Regions from separate parts of the Zea mays genome. Here regions 1 and 3 are each linked to region 2. Evidence: chromatin contacts called from public Hi-C data. All regions are on one chromosome and are shown on one strand. Each heading gives the region's core, a stretch centred on a gene start, on an enhancer-like site or on the middle of the called end of the contact. The rest is flanking DNA. Distances are from core to core; before and after follow the strand shown. Region 1 has its middle 33 kb from the start of LOC103632007. Region 2 has its middle 59 kb from the start of LOC100283707. Region 3 holds the start of LOC100277419.

Region 1 (4,076 bases), core at 1,423-3,922, 180 kb before region 2:
AAGTGGCCTCGGTTTCATACCCCTCACGAGACATCCTTGCAGTTGATCGCACTCTGGCCATTTTGATGGATTTTTACTGTTTGACGAAGCTAACCCGTATGATGAAGTTAACCTTAAATGATGAAGTGTTCGCTTGAAAGCGCAGTGTAGAAAGCTTCGGCTATGGTTAAATTTTTTAACAGCACAATAGTGCAATGGCAATTAATGCTTTGGTAACTCTTCACCAACCCATCTGTTTATATAGTGCTGAAGGGGGGAAGGTGAACCGCCAGGTCGCCTGCACTCGCTGAACGGTGGACCGCTTGACGCCTGGAATATTATAATCCTTTCTCGGCAACGAGCTCAGGAAAGGTGTTTTTCGGACCTTCGGCATTCCGAAGCCTTCGAGTATTTCACGGATCGAGCTTGTTACAAAAAACGTTCTAGCACTGCGAAGGGCTACTGTTGGGGGCCTTCTTCTCCGCCGAAGGTCCTCTAAGCAAAAACACCTTCGGCAAGACGATATGCAAGCAGATACGATATGAAGATATATGCCGAAGCTACAATTGAAAGAGCTTCGGCATGATGGCATACTTAAGACGAAAGGTGGCACCGACTTAAAGAGGAAAAGACTGTATAGCCCCTGATAGTTTGTACCATGATTATAATTAGTTATTAAGGACACGAATGTAATTTTGCCCGGGCTGCGCCCCGTGCATATAAATTGATGAATAGTACCCCCTACTGTTCACACTGACCTGTAATCGCTCACACGTCACTTCGGAATTTTGATCTTCTATCAAGTCGAAGGTATCAATGTAATTTAAATATCATTGATGTTTGTTCCTACTTATATGAGGATAATATGAATAATCTAATGATTTAAAATGATTATTCATGTTCTTTCTGCGTTTCGTATGTCCCTGTTTACATCTTTGCATATTGAAATTGTAAAGCCCAAAATTGCTAGGAAAATAAAATAAAATAATGATGATGAAATAAATAAATGTGTTTATGATCGTGTTTTAGGGATTTTTTTGAAACCTTTGGATATTATTGGGTTTCTCATGCTTTTGAACGTTCAATTGAACAACAAAATTAAACTAGCCAAATAACAAACTAAAGAAATATAGAATTATGCACCTCATAATGGAGTTCATGCATTTTTACCTTTGTGCTCAAAATTTTGAGACAAGCTTAAGTTTGAAAAGTAGAATTTGTAGCACCCAAAAATTTTATTTTGGATTTCTAATAGAATGATACGAAGATTTGAAACATGATATTCTTTATATCACCTTTTAAGTCACATCTTCTTAAATAGATATAATTAAATACTAAAAGATTTAATGATCTTATATAAATTAAGTTATTCTTTTTAGATAAAATGTTAGAAATGTTATCTGAAATAACTATTAATAAATTGGTACAATAGAAATTATTGCATTAAAACATATATTTGGTGGGTATAAAATATACACTTGGAATTGGAAGAAGTTGCTTAAAATAATTAAAGCAATGAAAATATATATAAAATAAAAATAAAAACGTTGCATCATGCTGGATATTTTGATTGTGCGTGAAAACATTAACCCTAAGTTTGGATTACAAATTCGAATTTGGAATGGAAAATAAAACTAGAAATGAAATCTGAAAAAAATAAAAAAAATAAAAAGAAACCACTGTACCGCGCTTGGGCCAATTCTACCCTAATCGGCCCACCGTAATTCCGTGGCGGCCTGGGTAGCTGACCGGTGCCGACACATGGGCCCCGAACGCCAGCGTCGGTCGCGTGGTTGGCTCGCTGGCACCGTGGGACCCGATGACTAGGTCCGTCTTCTCCGCAGAACGCGCGCATTGGGTCATGCCACCGGAAACGCTCGCAACGGACTCGCTGTGGAATCCGCGTCGCCGCCAATCTCCTCGGCGGACTCGCTCTGGCCCTATAAAACAATCACGGGTTCCCCCCTCCATCTTCCCCATTGCTAGGAACCTGACCTCGGTGGGAGCACGACACAGGGAGCCGCTGTCGTCTACACTCTCAACCAACCAGTGCCTGGGCCTCGGCCGGTCGCTGTGCGGTACTCACGGCGGAGTCAGCGCTTCTTCGTGGCCTCGCCGGATTCGATTGGTGAACGGGTCGCCCTAGATTCCTCCCCGGAGTTGAGGTCTTCCGCCAATGTTGCTCCGCTCTATGGTCGGCCTCGTTATTGCCTTTGCCTCCGGTAATCTACTGCCCCTTAGGTTATCCCATTGTCTTCTCTTTCCTCTGCACGAGCTCTTGCACTGTTTGCGCCGTAGTGCTAGGGCGGGTTTGTCACCGGAAGTTGGGAAGCCGCCGCGCGCCGTGGGCAGGGAACTATGAGGCGTGATTCACATTGTGCCCTCCCTATTTTGATTCGCCTTGTTCCCTACTGCGTGTTGAACTACTTGGGTAATCATTTGGGGTACTGACGCTGGATCGCGTGTCTCCGGTGAGCCGTCACCGCTGGTGCACGGGGCGCCGCCGCCTGGCATTGTCGGGAGATAGGAGATAATGGCCTAGGCGTCGATCTGGATTTGAACGACCAAGATTAAAACGAGACATATCCCTTCGCTTATAAAATCTGTGCCCTTGGATTCGGATCTGATGATCGGAATTTGGGCAGACCAAGGTCTAATCTGGGCCACAGATTACAGATCGTGCGGCCAGAACCAGCCCATACCCTTTCAGCTAAGAACAATTGGTAAAGAGGCCCTGCATGTTTCCTTATTTAACCCGCGGTACAGTAGTGTGTAAAAATCATTGCAGGCAGGTCCTATAATTAACATTTTAGGTCTTTGTTAAAATAGTGTGCGCAGTCTAGAGCTTTGAGAAAATAGGAAAAATAGTTTAGAAAATGGATTTCTAGTGCCAAAATAATTCCAGAACTTATATAATGCATATAAAATTCATCTTAGCACCTTTTTAATCCATTCCAGTTGCAATATTTTTATAGTAATAATGTTTAACACTTGGTAACTCTGTTTAGTCATAAAACATATATTAAAATTGTTTACTTAATTTATCCTGTGCGAGGCACTTAAAACTTCAGAAATTCATAATTCCTCCGTTTTAATTCCGAATTGACTCGTTCCAGTTACGTTAGTTTCATAAAGTTATTGTCTGCGCAGTGGCAATATTAATTGTACCATAGAACATATTTTTATAATTAGATATTTGTCTAGCCTATGTTTAATAAATGAACTCCTCTAACCGAAGTTAACCTATCCATAATTATAGTTTGATTAAAATATGATATAATTAGGATTAAAATTGAATTAATTATTCATGGAATAATCTCTCATATAATGTATACTAATCAATTCATAATATAGTTTAATCATGTAGATCTACCATAAATCCTAATTCTTTAACCGTAACTCTGATTTTAGTGGTTCGCAAATCCACGATCTCGTAGCTTTCCGTAGAATATTATTACGCAGTTTATTCTTATATTTGGTGTGATGTTAATTTTGCCTATACATGTTTTTCTGTATTGCTATGTTTAGTAGTGAGGACACGTGTCATCTAAAGAGCAAGTTGGTACCTGGAATCTCAAGTGCCAGGCAAGTTGTGCCCTTGATCCACTTTTGTTACCCAATAATGTTCTTTAATATCATTTATTCATGTATATGTTTAATTTGGATGGGATCCAATACGTCACCCTACATTGTTTATCTTTTTACCTTGTTTACCCCTGAATCATTGGGTAGTTATGCTATTGCTTACACGGTTTTTGGGTTAATATTTCATTATATCCATGTTCATATTATTCTGTTATGTTATTTATGTTCATGATAATATCATTAAGTTAATGGGAACATGGAGAACCACCTGGGAAAACAATGCTACCACAAGGGTAGTATGGGATGCCCTTGGCTGACTAATTAGGAAAGCTAGTGGATGACTACCTTACCCGAAAGGGGCAAGGGCAGTAGGGGAGTGGTCAGTGTAGGGAGGTACTTGGGTTGATTTTGCTGCGATGGCGGTGAGGCGAGGGATCCCTGCATTGGAGCTTCCTAGAAACTGTAGCAGGTTTTCTGAAGCTAGTGGAACTTTGTAAAGGCCTCGTAGTGTT
Region 2 (4,246 bases), core at 979-3,478:
CAGTAGGTTGGATCTAGGTTGTTCTTATAGATGGTTTATTATTTATCTATCCCTGGGTTTAGTCAACAGCATGGGTAATACCGGTGCTCCTCTAGTCTGTCACTCCCTTCTTGGTCCTGCATGTAGCATGCATCACTCTTGATTAAGCAACCGACTCAAACATGCTTCAGACAGGTTTACTCTCGTCGTCGGTCACTTTCACTGCATGATCACATTTATTGTTATATAATAGCTGACTTAGGAAAGAAACAACCATCAGGTCAAGGAACCGATCAGCGTAACCCACATAGGTTGATCCACGCGATTTGGCCGGAATTTAACGTTTAACTTATTGTTATGCATTTGCAGAGCGATACATCGACACCAATACCGCCTTCCTAGTTGTAGGTCACGCCAAGTAGCACTTCTTGGACCCAAGGACATGGAGCTGTGACATGTGGTCAGGAAGGACATCCGCATCCGCAAGCACACCTCCTGGCTCCTAGTGTGTCGGCTGCAAAGATTACCCTTAGCAGGTTTCCGCGACGACACCACATCGATGCCACGACGAATTTTAGAATTGGCTGAAGGGGTTTGGATCTGCTATTAACCAAAAGACAATATTATCGGCTAAAAATGCATTTTTAGTATTCATGGATCTAAATGACACACATGTGCAAGTTGATAGACCACCCATTCATTTTACTAATTTCTTCACTCTACATGCATGATATGCTTCCATAGGATCATGTTGTGCTCGTCCATCTTTTTTTGTGAGAAAACTTACACGAATGAGACGCGTGCTTCAGCGATGAGACGATCGATGATGACCCTTTCTTTCATCGTATGTTGGAGAACGTGGTGGTGGTTGATGGCATCTGGGCCTTTGTTTCGAAGTGTCCCTGCACGGATGGACCGTGTTTCAGTTAAGCCAGGCGGGCGCGGGCGCGGGCGCGGCCGGCGGTGAGACAACCCATGCCTTAATAGGCTAGAATGTTGATAGGCCTTGTCAGAGCGTGTCACCGGCCCACTTCACCTGTGGCCGAAAGCCCATTAAGTAGAGAGTACCCCACCCTACGCAACGCACGCATCACGCTTATAAAAGACTGCTGCTAGGATGCTAAAGTTGAGTGCAGTGCAGCATATGTTCTCCCGATGGCTTTTCTTCCAGTAGAGTACGCTTTTGGTAGCATGCTGCATGGGATGGAGATCGGTTCGAGAGGTGAGAGACACTCAGACCATCGTGAACAAGCAGATGCTTCATCTCCATGTCGGTGTGCGTACGTACGTATATGGATGAACAGCAGGTGTACGGGTGGTGGGTGTGGCTCCATCATCGCTACTAGGCTGTCGTCTCTCCGATCGCCCACGGCTATAGGTGTACATTTGGGCCGGGTCTGGTGGGCCGGCCCGAAGCACGGAAAAAAAGCACAGCCCAGGCACGGCACGGCCCGAAATAATTTAGTGCCGGGCCGGCACGGCCCGTTATATCGGGCCGGGTTTGGGCTGAGGTCACGGCCCATGGGCGGGCACGAGCACGACCCGTTTAAGGCAGGCACGAAATGGCCCATATAGAGGCACGAAAAGGCCCATATATTTATTAAAACCACACTTCATTCCACACTTTCATGTACTTGATAAATAACATAAAGCTAGAGATAATGCTAGTTAGATGTTTTTTAGCTTTGAATTAGAGTGTGTGATGTAATTTTGCTTTTGTTATGAACATTAGACAATAAACTGAACATACGAACTTTGTATAGAGTTGATTATACTCTTTTTTCTTCTAACAAAATGATTTATAAACGAGGTAGTCATTGCATAGTTGTGGTAACTTTAATACAAATACTAAGTTTGATTTTGTTCAAATTTATTTGTCTTATCTTTTATTTGTTTTTTTTTTTGAATTTAGGGCTCTAATGTGAATTTTGGGCCAAAAATTGAATTTCGGGCCTAAAATTGAATTTCGGGCCGTAATGTGAATTTCGGGCTTTTATAATTTCGGGCCGCCCGAAATGAGCCCGGCACGTTTAAGCAATTACGGGTCGGGCCGTGGGCCGAGGGCTAGGCCCATAGGCCGGTCCAGCACGGCCCGAAATTCAAACGGGTCGGGCCGGCCCGAAATTCAAACATTACGGGCCTTTTCGGGCTTGGGCCAGGCCGGGCCGGGCGGCCCGAATGTACACCTATACCCACGGCAGGCAGGTAGCAGATGCCCCCGCTCCGGTCCGGCCGTACGTGGTGGTTGTTAGCCCACCTAAACAAACAAACCAACGCCTGCGGTGAGAGTTGAACCGTCGCTTTCGCTAGGGTTGGATCGTGTGGACCGCCAGCTCTACCACGCACGCTGCAGTTGGGCTCGCTCGATGAGGCTTCACTTCACTTCAGGGTCCCTTCTCACGTGCATAAACACCCGCCTACCGCGTTGACGGATGATATGGCTCGCATGTAGGTGTGCAAAAAAAACAAAGCTCGAAGCAGCTTCATTTCGGATTAGCAGTCAACTCGTCTAAGGGTGTATAACTCCCTGAAGAGAAGTGCTTTTAATGAGCTAGAGAAGGGGAGTAGTCGTCGTCATCAGCCGGAGCATATGATGATCTCTCTTTGGAACAAGAAGAATGTCAAGGTTGGTCTCATCGTGGTAGCTCAACCTCTAATCCTGATTACGACGCTTAACTGTATCAACGAACAACATTATTCTTCCCCGGCCCGTCACAGGCAAAAAGTGCTGTGCATATATCGAATTAAAACAGCGTCATGCACGCACGCTGACAGCCCAATAATTGATGTCAAAGCGCCACATATATATTAGATGTTCACTCCCTTCGTTCGCAGCCGACCACTGTGACTTGAACTAACTAATTTTTAGCTAGAAAACAAGATGCTGACATTTATAAAAACAAATAAATTAATTGTCCGGACGTTATTTTCATGAGAAAAAAAATTGACGGGGCATAACTGCATGTATATTTTAAAAGGTTCGTTTTAGATTAATCACACATTCATTAAGTAATATATGAATGTAATTTACGCTATATTTTTATTATCATTTAAATGAATGTGGACAGAAGAAAAAAAAGTAGGCTAAAAAGAACTCCGCTATTTTGGAACGGAAGGAGTAATATCTTTGGTTGTTTTGTGTGTGTTTGTTTGTCGATCTCTAACTCTCTGCATCACTAGGACCACTGATGGAGACCGCCCTACCTTCTTTTTTTCTTTCCTTTATTATTTTTTTTATTTTTTGTCAAACACATAGTACGTGGTTTTGGAAGTTTCCAACGGGCCATGGGCGAGTGCTGCAGCTTGATAGATTTGGCTCACCAACTGGGTCGCATTATTCGCAGCTTTTTGGCCCACCCCACCACGCCCCGCCCCGCCCGCGAGAGGAAAAAAAAAAATGGAAATGGATACACCAAACCAAGGCGATATCTTGTGCCCCTGCGCTCTGCGCTGGTGAGTGCATGTGGCATGCTGTCAGGGCGTTGGCAGCCAATGCATTGATAAGCTTGCAAGTTTGGTTGACCGCACATGCAGAGTATTAATCCCTGCACATCCTGGTCCAGCGCATATCCTATGGCTTCTCCTGTGCAAGTGCAAGGCGACTCAACATCTGTGAATCTGTGATGCATCCACCATGCATTCAACCCCTTTTATGTCGCGCTAGCTCCGACTTGTAGTATAGAGTCCACACGGTAGGTGATTAGTAGTTACTGTATCACTAGTGAGTAGCAACACTGCTGTTGGGGGCTTCTATTGCTGAATGGATAGCGAAGATAGCCTTCGTCAGAATTACGCATGAAGCAAAGACGAAGCTATGAAGCTTCAGCCCCATAGGATTGACGCGCGGACGGACCGGACGGAGTAAGCTTCGGTTCCGCAATAACAACACACGAAGTAGAAGTGGGCGACAATTTGGCCAAAACGACACGACGGAGGAAAAGGCGACGTCATCCTTGATTCTTAGTTCATGTATATAGGATCCGTGCGTATGTTTATAATTTTTATCTGAAGCTGTATTTTGTTACTATAAATAGAGGAACAGTGTCATGTATGGGGCGGGTGGGGCATGGAGGGAGATGCAAATCTCTCAGTCTCTCAAGTTATTTTGTACTGCCTTCGTGCCACTTCCTCTGTAGAGCCAGGGCCGCAGGTATAATTATAATTAATTCTGATATGAGCCATCGAAGAAGGTCAAGAATGTGCAAAGTGAATTATCCTGTCATATTCCTGCGTTATGCTGTTCTCGATTGTCGATTATTTCTTTAAC
Region 3 (3,892 bases), core at 432-2,931, 190 kb after region 2:
ATGCACAAGCAAAAACTCCAACGGATGCACTTTATTTTATTTTAGTATCATTTGTTTTAATTAATCACTCTTAATTATGCATGCTCTTTTTATGATGCAAATATGGTACATAAAATAACGAGATCCAATATAGTATCACTGTATACATTTTGGGTATTACACGAAGTGACCGCAGTCACTTCGCCCCTTTACTGATCGTTCTGACAGGAAAACAACGCTATTCACCCCGTTTCGACTACTGTGCCAACCACGAGGGTAAAACTGACAATAGTAAGTCACGACCTCCCCCGAGTTCAGCCTCGGGCGCAACAGTGAGCTCCGCCTCGCCCGACCTCAGGCCTTGGCCTCAGCCTCGGCCTCGGGAAAAGGTCTTCGCCTCGCCCGACCCCAGGCCTCGGCCTCGGGAGGAGTCACAACCTCGCCCGACCTCAGCCTTGGCCTCAGGAGAAGTCTCCGCCTCGCCCGACCTCGGCCTCGGACCGACTATGCTACAAGGATACATCATTACCCTACCGCTAGCTAGCCACCCCTCGCTACGAAGGGACAAGACCGGAGTCACATCAAATTACTCCGATAGTAGGTAATGATGGTTCCCCGCGTGCGACCATGGCGTCGATGGCTCTCAGCTCCTTACGGAAGCAATGAAACGTCAGCAGGACCCCGGGCCGCACCGTCAGCTACGCTTCTACGGGGCTCAAGCGCTCCTCCGACGGCCACGTTAGCACGGGTACAGGGCTCAAGGCACTTCTCCGCCAGCCACGTTAGCACATAGCTACACCCCCGTTGTACAACTGGGCCATCTCCTTGTATCTATAAAAGAAGATGTCCAGGGCCTTCCTAAGGCACGCAGACACAGGGACGCAGAGAGGGCAAAAAGGCAGGCGAGCAGAGGCAGGCATAGTAGGAGAGACGCGGTGGAGGCAAACTCAAACAGCTCACCCCAAGGCCATACTCTCTCTTTCTCTCTCGCTCTCGCTCTCGCTCTCGCTCTCTCGCAACGCTTGTAACCCCTACTACGAGCACCCCGGTGCAAGATAATATAAGCCTCATCCTTCCGCTTGTGTTCCATCTTGCATCAACCCATCTGGGCAGGGACACGCAGCGACAAATTCACTGGTCGGTTGACGGTCCTCGCGGGTCCGAAACGCCGACAGTGTTAAACACTTAAAATATGATTTTCAGTGTTATATATATTTTTATGTACATAGATCTTTGTATTTAGGGCGTGTTTGGCATGGTTTCAGAGTAAAACTCCAAGGAGGAGCTGGCCAGGGCATGTCAAACACCCGAACTCCAGAGTTGTAAACTCTATGGAGTTTTTGGAGCTACAATACAATTTTTTGGAGTGCCTCTTTTGCTGCTCCGAAAGCTCAAAAAAAGCAATCTGGTTATAGAGTTTAGAGTTATTTACCCGCCACCGCCACCGATTATGAGAAACAATCTAAACTCTGGAGCAGAGCTGTTCCACCCAGAGTTTTAGAGTAGAGCTACTCTGGAGTGAAGCAGAGTCATGCCAAAAATGCTCTTAGTTATGTAGCTTACGAGCCTAACGACCTAGCTCGAGCTTTCTAATGAGCCGTACCGAACCAAATGTTTAGCTCGTTTGTATAACGAGCCAAACCGACCGTTACATTAATAAGACATAACAAGCCGAACCATAACGAGTCGATCTGACTCGATATCTACCCTTGCCTACACGCGTGCGCGTGTGTGTGAATAGCGCTTCATGGAGTCGCGAGAAGACCCGTGTGGTCGTTGGATTCTGGAAAACCACTCGTTGCTTCTGGAACACCACCGCGAAAGCAAAGGAATAACGAGCCGAGGAAATGGCCACGCGGTCACTCACCTCCGCACTTCCGCTCTCCAGAACCCCGCGCGTCCCCTCGCATCGTCCCTCTCTCCGCCGACTCCAAACCCTAACCCGCGCGCTTACCTCCTCGTCCCCTCAGGCCATGGCGTCGTCCCCTACCCCCAAGAAGGCAAGTGCCGCCCTCGACCTTCAGCTCTCAGCTTCTTGCCCACTGCACTGCGTCCTAATTGGTGACGGGGAACGAACGGCTGATTGATTTGGTTGCTCCCGCAGGTGCTGGTCCCGATCGCGAATGGGACGGAGCCGATGGAGGCGGTCATCACCATCGACGTGCTCCGGCGCGCGGGGGCCGATGTCGCCGTCGCTTCCGTCGAGCCGGGGGCGACGTCCGTAGCTGCCTCATGGGGCATCAAGCTTACCGCCGACGCGCTCCTCGCCGACCTCGCGGACGATGAGTTCGATCTCATCTCTCTACCGGTGAGTCTTTTTTTTTTTGATTTCCCAAAATGGAACCGATTTGGAACCTGTTGTGCTGCACTGCTAACAGGACACTTTGTTTTTTTTTGAGTGTGGAATCATGGGATAAAAATGTTGAAATGTGGCTAGCTCACAAGACCGAACTTGAGGATAATATCATCAAAGTCATGAAACAGGTCTCCTAGGATGGAATTTGTGTTCAGGATGAGCTGCGTCTTCTGAATGTAAATGATGATATATAATCAGTTAAATATTATAATCTGATAAGCATGATAAACAGATAAATACTGTTGGATCCTTTTCTTTTGGTATGGTGTTCCCAGAACCCAAGATTCAAACTTGTTAATCTTTGACTAACGCTTAATTCAAGAATTTAAACGTTATACCATACTAATTTGATATCAATGGATTCATATTTGAGAAAGCTTTCAGATGACGTGAAATTCATAGTCATAAACATAAAACATTGTGATTAAGGCGAGGCATGGCGACCCACCCCTTCCAGATGCCTAGGCGAATAAGGCATTCGGTGAGATGACGCCATACACATACACCTTCACCTACAGTAGAGCTGGACAAAGGTTCATTGATACACACCTTTTTGCTGCCAATTTTAGAGTCTATGCACAAGTAGCTACCACCCACTAGGCAGAGCAGTTTATACCTTATCCAATTAGCCAAGCACAAGCAGCATACCACATCACAGGAGTATATCCATATTCAAATCCAATATCCAAAGCATAAGCAAATATGCAATATAGTCCATCTTCTGAACAGAGGAAGGACATAACAGGAAAAACAGAGGAAACAAGGGAGAGGGAGAGCAGAGGATAGGAAAAGAGGTACTTGCGAGCCTGTGAAGGGTGCTGGTCCTGGTCTGTTACCAGGGAAATGAGCAGAGGAAGGAGACACTGAGCCCATGAAGAAGCAGAAGAAGGCAGCCCTCGACAGGGCATAGTTCGGAGGTGCAGATCGTCGGGCTAGGATGCGAGGTTGGATGAAGGAGGCACGAGCTGATGGAGTCGAAGGAGATGCTGAGCCCATGTAAAAACACAAGTAGGAGTCCTCAACAGGCATAGGTCAGAGGCGCAGATCACTGGGTGGGGATGTGAGGTTGGATGTCAAAGGCACGAGGTGAAGGAGTGGAGGTCGCCAGGAGCTGCGAATTGGGAGAGCATAAGGGGAGGGAGTGACTGGATGAGATGGGTCGCGTTCCAGGTGCTACCGCCACCATCTTCTCTTTCCCTTCCCTCATTTTTTCTCCCGCTCGCATCGATCTATGCACTTTTCCTGCGCATGCAGACACCTTTTCGCTCTTGCAGTGTCAGTTTGACACCTTGGCGATGCCATTCTGCTTGAGCTTATCAGGGAAGACACGGCGCCTCAATCAGAAAAAAAACGCCCAGATGCCTAGGTGACGCCTTAATAACTATAGTTGTAAATGTTATTATATGTGAGATACTAATGGCCAAAGTGTGATGTCGGATATCATACTTGGTCAAAGCATGCCTTGTGAAAAGAAAAAGGAGGGAGCATATTTGATGAAGTGGGTAGTGAGATATATGCTATGCAAAGTTACAATATAAAAAATGAGTATCTATTCAT

The links. Hi-C and Micro-C count contacts between places; a contact is called where the count stands out from the background.
Region 1: a Hi-C map of tassel shows a contact between it and region 2, with 2.2 times the contacts expected there. The contact joins two enhancer-like sites. A contact is called at or near these places in 2 of 25 Hi-C or Micro-C datasets (leaf mesophyll and tassel).
Region 3: a contact with region 2 is called in a Hi-C map of ear, with 2.3 times the contacts expected there. The contact joins the promoter of LOC100277419 here to the enhancer-like site in region 2. A contact is called at or near these places in 4 of 25 Hi-C or Micro-C datasets (bundle sheath, ear, leaf and 1 more).

What each region holds. Positions count from the first base shown.
Region 1 is chr9:68,309,272-68,313,347 of Zm-B73-REFERENCE-NAM-5.0, reverse strand. No RefSeq gene overlaps it. Among protein-coding and RNA genes, the nearest start is that of LOC103632007, 33 kb to the right of the region's middle. Within about 2 kb of position 2,672, at least 17 of the 20 cell types and tissues checked have an H3K27ac peak or open chromatin away from gene starts, as enhancers often do. A contact at or near this core is called in leaf mesophyll and tassel, where this site is marked.
Region 2 is chr9:68,127,138-68,131,383 of Zm-B73-REFERENCE-NAM-5.0, reverse strand. No RefSeq gene overlaps it. Among protein-coding and RNA genes, the nearest start is that of LOC100283707, 59 kb to the right of the region's middle. Within about 2 kb of position 2,228, at least 17 of the 20 cell types and tissues checked have an H3K27ac peak or open chromatin away from gene starts, as enhancers often do. A contact at or near this core is called in bundle sheath, ear, leaf and 2 more, where this site is marked.
Region 3 is chr9:67,939,226-67,943,117 of Zm-B73-REFERENCE-NAM-5.0, reverse strand. LOC100277419 reads left to right here and starts at 1,681. Exons shown (of 8, transcript NM_001150984.2): 1 at 1,681-1,979; 2 at 2,084-2,287. The coding sequence starts at 1,827.